Regions from separate parts of the Mus musculus genome. Here region 2 is linked to region 1. A link is a contact called in public HiChIP or PLAC-seq data. All regions are on one chromosome and are shown on one strand. The core of a region is the stretch at or near the end of the contact, and the rest is flanking DNA. Distances in the headings are between cores, read along the strand shown. Region 1 overlaps Tead1 (TEA domain family member 1). Region 2 overlaps Arntl (aryl hydrocarbon receptor nuclear translocator-like).

Region 1 (4,313 bases), core at 730-3,229:
CTCAGTCACCTTTTCTTCTTCAAGCTTCTTGCTGGGAGTCACACATGTCACTGGGGGCAAAGCTAGGACACAGGCTCCAGGATTAAGTGTGGTCTGTCGACTACCCCCTTCCCGTGCGCCATTGGTGTTGATTCTCCTTTAAATGTGAGCAAAGCAGTTGTCTCTATACCCTACATTTTTTTCCTTATTTCACAAAACAAACAAACAAAAAAACCAAAATAATAACTATCATGACAACAAAAAAAATCTCTAATAACAATAAAGGAAGCAAAACAAAAGAGCAGAAAAAAAAGAGAGCTCTTTTAAAATAACCAGTAGACCCCCACACTGAAGTGCTTTGTCATGTATCTGTAGGCTTGCCACCACAGAGACCGTAAGCAAATGCTTTTCTCATGGCTGTCTTTCTCAGGATGACTTTTGATGGTCTCACCCTGCATCCTACAGACTGACTGAGTTTACTTTCCCAGTTCTTTGTTGTTGGGTATTTAGATGTCTCTCCTCCCCCTCCCCCCCCCCCCGATTTTATGATGTTAATAAATGATACTTTGAGATGCAGACTTACTGTGATTGTAGATTATTTTCTTAGGGTCAGTTTCCAGAAGCAGGATTTGATGAGTTAAAAGACAAAAGAATTTTTTTAGTTCTCAATGGCTACTGACTCCTAAGTTGTTTTCCAGAGGAGTGTCTGGAGCTCCACTGTGCTGCAACATTGTGGCCCACTGCAGATGCTGAGTGTTTTACAAAGGCTTGGGTCAGGGGTGCACGTGTTCAGTTCTTTCTTGGATCGTGGAAAGGTTGCATATGGCTTGACTTATTCTTCTTCTTAAGCTTTTATTTCCTTTGCTTTTTATGGGCAGCTCCTAGCTAGCTAGCTCAGGTCAATTTTTTTTCCCCCTATGTAGAATTTTTTAGATTCCGGGATTTTACAGATAAAATACAAACCAACTAAATTAACAACTGAGCCCAAATGTCCATCTGTATAATAAATACTTTGGACATATTTTATGGTTGGATTAGCTGTTTGTGATCTTAACTTCCTTACAGGTCACGAGTTAATAGGGTGACATTCGGAGAGTTGGGGGTCTTTTCCTCTTCTTTTTAGACTTCTCTTTGTTCTCCCCCCACCCCCCCGCCCCGCTCCCATTTCCTGTCCCCACCCCCATGCACTATGTTTGTGTCTTTGGAGATAAAAACATAAAAGGAATGGTTTTTAGTCACACGCCTTCAACTCTCTCACAACGCAGCTTTCCTAAATGATGTACTATAGACTGAGAAGAGAATCGCGGCATTGTAACAAATAGCCTGTGACTAAAGCAGGAAATCTCAGAGAGGTGTGTTTGAGGGTGTAATCCTAGCTGGTAGTATGGGGGAGTCTGACGTGTTTTTCAAGTTGGTCTTGACTCACCCTGTTCTTTCTGGAATGTTTGCTATCCTCAGTATGACAGCGTCGCCTTGATGACAGGCTCTCTCACTGGGCCATGCATACCAGGGCCCCAGAACTGGTTTGCTTATTTGCCTGGGGAGAACTGTGGAAACACCCCCTGCAAGGGGGGGGGGGCTTGCCACAGCAGCACTCAGCGTCTGACGGGCACTCGGTGACTGGGCTCCAGGCTTGCACTGGGGATGCCAAGGTTAGGTCTGGCCTCACAGTGCCGCCCTCTCCTCCAACCCTCCCTCACTCCTCCCTCACTTAATGGTGGCCGCTCTACCTGGGTGATGCTGGCCGGGTGCTTGCCTGGTGGGAGAATCTAAAGTTGGCAGTGTAGCCGGGTGTGCGGTGGCTCTGTTGCTATTTAATTTGTTAATGAAACACGGAGCCCATCCCCCCTCCTGCACACCTCTCCGCTGTTTGCGATGAGGCACAATTAATTTATTTGTGCTGTCTGTGGAGGCGGATGGCGGCTAATGCAGTGAGGGCTTTTATCTTTACGTTTGTAATGAAGAGGAGCAGGCTGCTGGCAGATTGACAAGGCTTACAGATGACTCACTAGCCGGCTGCAGATGCTTTCTTCTGAAATAATAAAATGTGCACTCGCAAGCCGGGTTCCTGCGTGAAACAGGCAGAGCTGGTTTGGGAAAGTTCATGCAGAAGAAAGAAGAAGAAAAAGGCGGGAAGCTCCCTGTGGGCTGCCTGGCCCGACTGGCTGGACTGGGGCAGGGCTCCTCTTGCCCTTTTTGGAAGGGGAACTCCTAGCCTCCCCTCCCTGCTCACTCTCCAGGTTGGCTCATTTCTGTTGCCGCAGACACCATGCTCACAACCACCTCTCTTGGGGTCCTATCGTGAATCACGTGGTGAGGCCTGCCTAGGAGGCCCCAACGTTTGCAGCCCATTTGCTCTCAGCCTGCAAGTGTATCTGGGGTTCCTCTGGCCTTTGTGTCTCTGGGTCTGGGCTTTGGTGGTGGCCTTGTTTATCATGAGTGACATTCTGTCACCTACTCTGACATAACAGTTACTATAGCAGTTTATCTAATAACTGCTACTTAATTCAGGAAAACTGCATTTTCTAAGTTGGAGGCATGTGGACTAAAATGACTATTCTCTTGACTTTCCAGTTGGGATATTCTGACATTGAAACGTTTTGTGAGTTGGATTTGTTTTATTCCTCATTCTAGAGATGAGGAAATGGAGATGGGTAGAGATTAAAATAATGTGTCTGTAATCACAAGGGAAGGTACTGACCTTGAAAGCCAAATGTCCAAAACTTGACCTTAAGATCTTTCCATGACACTGATATTCTAAGGATGAAATAAAACATTCATAAATGGCTGACCATTGCAGTTTAAGAATTAGATGAGATTATCTATATATCTATATATATTTATGGTATATTTCTATAGTTCTGTAGGCTAGCTGGAAACCACAAGATACTTAAAAGTTACCTTTTAAGCGTACCTGCAGTTCATGTGGTTTAGGCAGGTGGATTGTCCTGTGTTCGAGATCAGCCTGGGCTGGACTACAGACCGTGACCCCTTAGAACCAATGGGTATGGGGGAAAGCTGAAAGTCTGCTATGGGTCTGAGAAATGCATTGTAAAGTATACTTAAGTACTGAATCAGTTGCAGAGGGCCAAGTGTCAGCGTCCAGTTGCACCTGTCTCCTGTGCCAGCAACACAGACATGAACATGTTATCCTAACTGAGCCAGAAGGAGCTATGGGGATCTTACAGATGGAGCGACTCTGAGGATACTATTCACTTATCTAACCCATGCATGCCCACAATAATCAGCTGAGCTCCCACCGGGCTGGGAGACAGGCTTAGGCTGTGAGCAGAACATGCAGGCCTGTCTCCAAGGAACTTGCAGTCAGTGGAGGAGAACACAGTTGAGCAGGCACTGCCATGGCCAGTGACAGGAACAGTAATGAAGAAGTTGGGACATTCGAGTGCTCCTAGTAGGGTAGAGGGACATTGAGAAAGAGGCACCATAAAGGAGTGGCACTGACCAGGAGACTTGAAGGCTTTTGCAAAAAATTAAACATTAGGTTTTTAGATGTAAAAATTTTCTACCTTACAATTCTCAAATTCAGCTAATGTCAGTTGTAAGTAGGCATGGCAAGAAACTGCTGAACCAAGCCACCCTGGACGGCAAAGCAGACCTGCTGAGCTGCCTGGGATAGTGGAGGACAGCATTCCACAGCAGGGGCTCAAGCTGCCTGGTGATGGTGGGAGACCCGAGCAAACACCATCACAAGAATCTGGTTTACTGACCATCTGGTCAGCTCATTGATTTTTTTTTTTTCCTTGAAAAAAAAATCTGAGGAGATTGGGGCCGTTGTCTGAGATGAACATTGGAGGTCAGAGGGCTGAGGAAATGGGGGCAGTTGTCACTCTGAGATGAACAGTGGAGGTCAGAGGGCTGAGGAGCATGAGCCAAGGGCCTTAGGAGCCCTGGGTTGAGGTTAGCTCCCTGTGGTTGGATTTTGTGTGCCAGCACTTACAGATATTTAATCCCCTCTTCTACCTGGCTGGTACTTATACCCGCTTAATTTGGACAACTACCCCAGTCCAATCCTCTGGGAAGCAAAGGTATTTGGGGTTATCATGTACTGTGGAGGTGGGAGGTGGGGTAAGGGGCTGGTCTTCAACAGCCTATGGAGGTGGCAGGATGTCTAAAGGGTTGAAAGTCAGGTGGACCTCTGGCAGCATCCAGAGACTGGGCAGAAGGTGGCACTAAGGATGAGCTTAGTCTTGGTGGCATGGATCTCAAGTGTTTGTCTCCTTGTCTGAGTGGTGGGGAAGACAGGGAGAATTCCCAGCAGTATCAGGAGACAAGAGAACTTCAGCTTTCGTGGTCCTATTGACTGACAGAGGTAC
Region 2 (4,313 bases), core at 1,357-3,856, 520 kb after region 1:
AGCACTGATTCTTGCCAACTCCTGTCTGGTAGCCTTTCCTCTGCTCTGGCTGGTGGGTATGGATCCCTAGTCACCCTCTGTGGCTGCAGATATACTGCATCTAGAGTCTTGTAATGTCCCCAGTGAGTGTGTACTGAGAGGTGACATGGACATGCAAGGTTCTCAGGTGTCCCAGGCAAGTGTCTGCGTTCCATCCAGCAACTAATGTAGTTGCTGAGTTTAGAGCACATTAGGGTATATGCTTTTGTGGGGGACTTTGGGCTCCATGCCAGCCTCCTTCACTTCCTTCTTTGTAGAACTGAGATGCTGTGCCAAGAATGCAGCCCTTATCTGTGTGCTCCCAGCAAGCTAGGAAGGCTTCCCAGAAGAGCTGTTCTAGGCCCAGAGGTGTCTTGCTGACCAGGGTACCTGAACAGGCTCTCAGCTGCCTTCCTTCCTTTCAGACTTCCTCCCTGTGCAGGGACTTTCCACAGCTGCTCATTCTGCATGGAAAACATTTTACCCTGTCTTACCCATCCCATGTCTGTGAGGTCCTTGCATTTCATCAAATTCAGTGGAAAGCCTTCCTTGATAAGAAAGCTAGGTTCTTCCTTAGGGAGGAAATAGAATCTGGCTTTGGTATTGGGGATTGAGCCTAAGGCCTTCACATGCTAGACAAGCTCTCCAGCTCTGAGCCATCTCCTCAGTTCAGAAGGTTAGGTCTAACCATTGATTTTTACATATCATTGTCCACCCCTGATTGACAGCTCTGTGTGTGTCAAGCACTGCCAAAGTGCTTGGTGGGAAGCTACTGCATGTAGGGGCTCAGACCATTTAAACTGAGGTACTGTTGTGACTACCCAGAACACACCATACAGGACACCAAGGCCTGACGGACTCTGACAGTGAGGAGGCTAGTCCCAGGTTCCAGGCTGCCAATGTGTGCTTGTGCCCATTCTTCTATGTCCCAAGTCATGTGTCCCAGCAACCCATCCTTCTCCTCCTCCTGGCCATCATTCATCACAGATGTCATCTCACAGTTATTTGTGTCCTTATGGCAAATGGCTGTTTGTTCCCATGTTGGGCAACCCCTGTGAGCCCAAGGATGGCGACGGTAACTAAATTTATAAGTAGGTGTCCTGCCTATGCTGACTGACAGCCTAAGGAACCAGTCACTCATCCCTGGAGTCTCCCTTGCCCTTGTCTGGGTGCTGACTGTGAAAGAGCCTGGCAGACCCTCTGCTCTGTAGAACTTACTTTTGTTACGCCATGACATTACCCAAGCCCTACTACCTGGGATCGGCAATGGAGCCATCTGCTAAGGAAGCATGGAGGCTTGGTGGAGTCTGCCCCTTTTTGTGGTCTTGTCTACCTGGATCCCCCTTGTCCCCTTGTCTTTTTTTTTTTTTTTCCCTTTCCTGTAATGAAAGGAGTCGCTGGGCCTCCTAGGACAGAGGCTGGTATGTGGACCTGCATACACTCCCAAGAATGACTGACCACGCGGGTCATTATGACCTGTGTGCCTGCCACCCTGGTCCTTCTGGAGCTCATTGGGGCCCAGAGTAGCCCTGGAGTTAGTGTCTGCAGTCTCAGGGTTCTACAGAAAGGGCACGGGAGAAACTGAAGTTACTTCCTTAAGAACAGCTGTTTCACGGCGCAGATGCACATCCTGCTGCTGCTGCTGTGTTTCTCTTGCGTAATTTATCACTCAGCCACACCTTCACTTCTCAGGGGACTAATGTGTCACTTTGAATAATATATCATTGCTCTTGGCTAAAGAAATACTTTCTCCTTGCCCAGTCTGAAGGAACCCTCCTCCCTGCTTTGCACTCTATGACCACTGGCTTACGTGGTCATCGGGACCCTCCTCCCAGAGTCCAGTGATGTGAAAATTTGGTGTGGACTCCAAGCAGCTGGTCAGGGGCTGGGCCACAGAGGAAGCGGGTTCCCCAGGGCATCTTACCAGGCTGTTAGGGCTTTCTAAGGCCAGTATGGCTCAAGTCCAAATGACTCACACTGCTATTTAGTGAGAAAAACAAAAACAGAAATGGCTTCTGACCAGGTAGGGAAAGGGGACAGTGGGGGCAGGGAGTGGGGGTGATAGTGAGGATCGGGCACTGTTTCTGGCTGCAGACTAAGATGCCCTGAAAGTGCAGATAGTCCCCAAGCCTCCTTCAGAGGGCACTTGTCACCTGGCCGTAGGCTCTGGAGACAAGCTGCTTCAGTGCCCTGCCCTGAGGCAAACCACCAGGCTGTTCCTGTTCTGCAGGTGGCACCGTGACAAGAGAGAGATGTACCCTGTGTGAGATTCTCACGTGTAGGAAACCCCAACGATCTGCTATCATAAGCATTGTTTCCAGAAGTAGCCATGGGACACCTTAGAAGGCCTCAGAGCACAGGAAAGGCTGTGACAGATGAGTGAGGTGACACAGGAGCACACTGAGAATCCCCGGTTCCACCTCCATAGCATTGTCAGAGCAAATGTGTGTTGTTCTGGCGTTGGCAAAAATTTCTGAGCACTGTTTTACAAGGTTTGGCTCTAAGCTCTTCATTTTTCTGTCTGAGGCGGCTTTGTCAGACAGGCCCTTACTGGCCTCGTGCCCAGTTAACTGTGTGACCCACATTGGCCAGCCTGGGTGCCAACTGCCTGGACAGCACCTGGCAGGGAGAAGCATGTCCACGGCTGTCGCTAGTACTGAAGTATTTGCTTTAAATGATAAACATTTAACATCCTACAGTAAGTTCTGGGTTCACTGACAGTGACCCCTGGTGTGTGTGAGCCTGAGAAATCCTGCTCTCAGATGGCCATGCCTTTGCTCATCCTATTACTTGCTGCTAGGACAGATGTACTACTGACTTCAGTCTGGAGATTAGAAGAAAGTTAGGTACTGTGAATGGTGCCCCCCCCAAAAAAATCAAGACAGAACCCCCTAGCTGTGTGTCTAGTTTAGGTAAATAACTGTACATAGGTCAGAATCTGACATTGATAGCTACGGTCATCTTCTCATGTTAGTTAGGAATGATCTGTCTTTCTTCCTGTCAGGCATGGTGCTATAAACCAAGATTTTGGGAAGAGAGGCAGGAGGAATCACTACAAGGTTGGAGTCAGTCTGGCGTATGTAGCAAGTTCCAGGCCAGTCTGGTCTACACAACTATACCCTGCCTAGGTCAACAGGAACAAGAAAATGACTGTCTAGGTGGAGGTTGGGGTATATGGGCTTTCAAGCAAGTAGGGTATTGAAGATTGAATAAGAGTTGTAGAGAAAATGAAATCCATGAATTATTCATAGGCAGTGTTGTTCATTAAAACGGCATGGTTCTTTGGGTACACATGTTAACTTCCTTTGATCTCTGCCAATATGTTGGTATATTCAAAGTTAGTGCATCTCTTTTCTCTTCCTGTTTTCTCTCTTTATGCTTTCTTCTTTTCCATTCCATTCTAAAAAAAAAAAAAAAACCACAAACACAAACAGAGGCTTAGAACTTCTTAAGGAAATTTCTTTTCTCTCTTCTCTCCCCACTGCATGCCCCACCCCACCATTTTCAGCAAATTCTCATGTCATCTAGCTAGCCTCAGACTTGCTGTGGAGCCAAGGCTAGCCTTGGGCCCCAGGCCCCCACCCCCCATCCACACCTCTTTCCTGAGTAGTTTCTTTGTGCTGTGGTGAGCCCTCAAAGGTCCTATTTAATATCCTTGGGTTTCACCTGTGCTTTCCCATGGCTGTCTCTTTCCACCCCTTTTCTCTGCTTACTGTGCCTTAGCAAAGAAGACACTGCCACCACTCCATCCCACACTCGCCTCCCATGTTTGCTGTATGCCAGCCACATACCTGCCCTTCAGTTTCAAGAACATCAGGCAGCTTTGGGAAACAGGCTATGCCTTGTTCCCTGTGTGTAAGAAAACTGAGGCTTAGAAAGGTTAGTGTAGCAGGTATGCACTGGGGGCTGCAGTCTAGACCCAGGCCTCTTTACCCCAGTGCCACCCCTACCCCGATCCCCTAAAGCATCCATGCCTTGGGTTGGATTCGGGCTGCTGCTCCTTCAGCCTGCTTGGTGCAGGCTGCTGTTCTGCCATTTTCTTCATCATGGGCCCAGAATCATCTGAAAGCATTTGTTATGCTTCAAAGTCATTCATGATGGCACACTTTCCTCTCCTACTCACTTCTGTTCTAAGGTAGCTGTAGGCAGCTACCTTAAGAGTGTGAACTCTTGGGGGCTGGTGAGATGCCTCAGTGGTTAAGAGCACTGACTGTTCTTCCAGAGTTCCTCAGTTCAAATCCCAGCAACCACATGGTGGCTCACAACCATCCATAACGAAATCTGATGCTCTCTTT

What was found. HiChIP or PLAC-seq counts read pairs in DNA pulled down with a chosen protein or histone mark.
Region 2: a contact with region 1 is called in a FOXA1 HiChIP or PLAC-seq map of pancreatic cancer cells. The contact joins two enhancer-like sites. A contact is called at or near these places in 1 of 115 datasets of contacts at active chromatin or transcription factors (pancreatic cancer cells) and 1 of 9 other capture datasets (pancreatic islet).

Annotation. Positions count from the first base shown.
Region 1 is chr7:112,718,847-112,723,159 of GRCm38.p6, forward strand. The region is part of intron 1 of Tead1 (TEA domain family member 1); the gene reads left to right. Among named protein-coding and RNA genes, the nearest start is that of Tead1, 42 kb to the left of the region's middle. Within about 2 kb of position 1,980, at least 151 of the 459 cell types and tissues checked have an H3K27ac peak or open chromatin away from gene starts, as enhancers often do. A contact at or near this core is called in pancreatic cancer cells, where this site is marked.
Region 2 is chr7:113,240,330-113,244,642 of GRCm38.p6, forward strand. All of the region lies in intron 2 of Arntl (aryl hydrocarbon receptor nuclear translocator-like), which reads left to right. Gm33721 (a long non-coding RNA gene) reads right to left here. Exons shown (of 3, transcript XR_003946863.1): 3 at 3,263-3,418. Among named protein-coding and RNA genes, the nearest start is that of Gm33721, 19 kb to the right of the region's middle. Within about 2 kb of position 2,607, at least 124 of the 459 cell types and tissues checked have an H3K27ac peak or open chromatin away from gene starts, as enhancers often do. A contact at or near this core is called in pancreatic cancer cells, where this site is marked.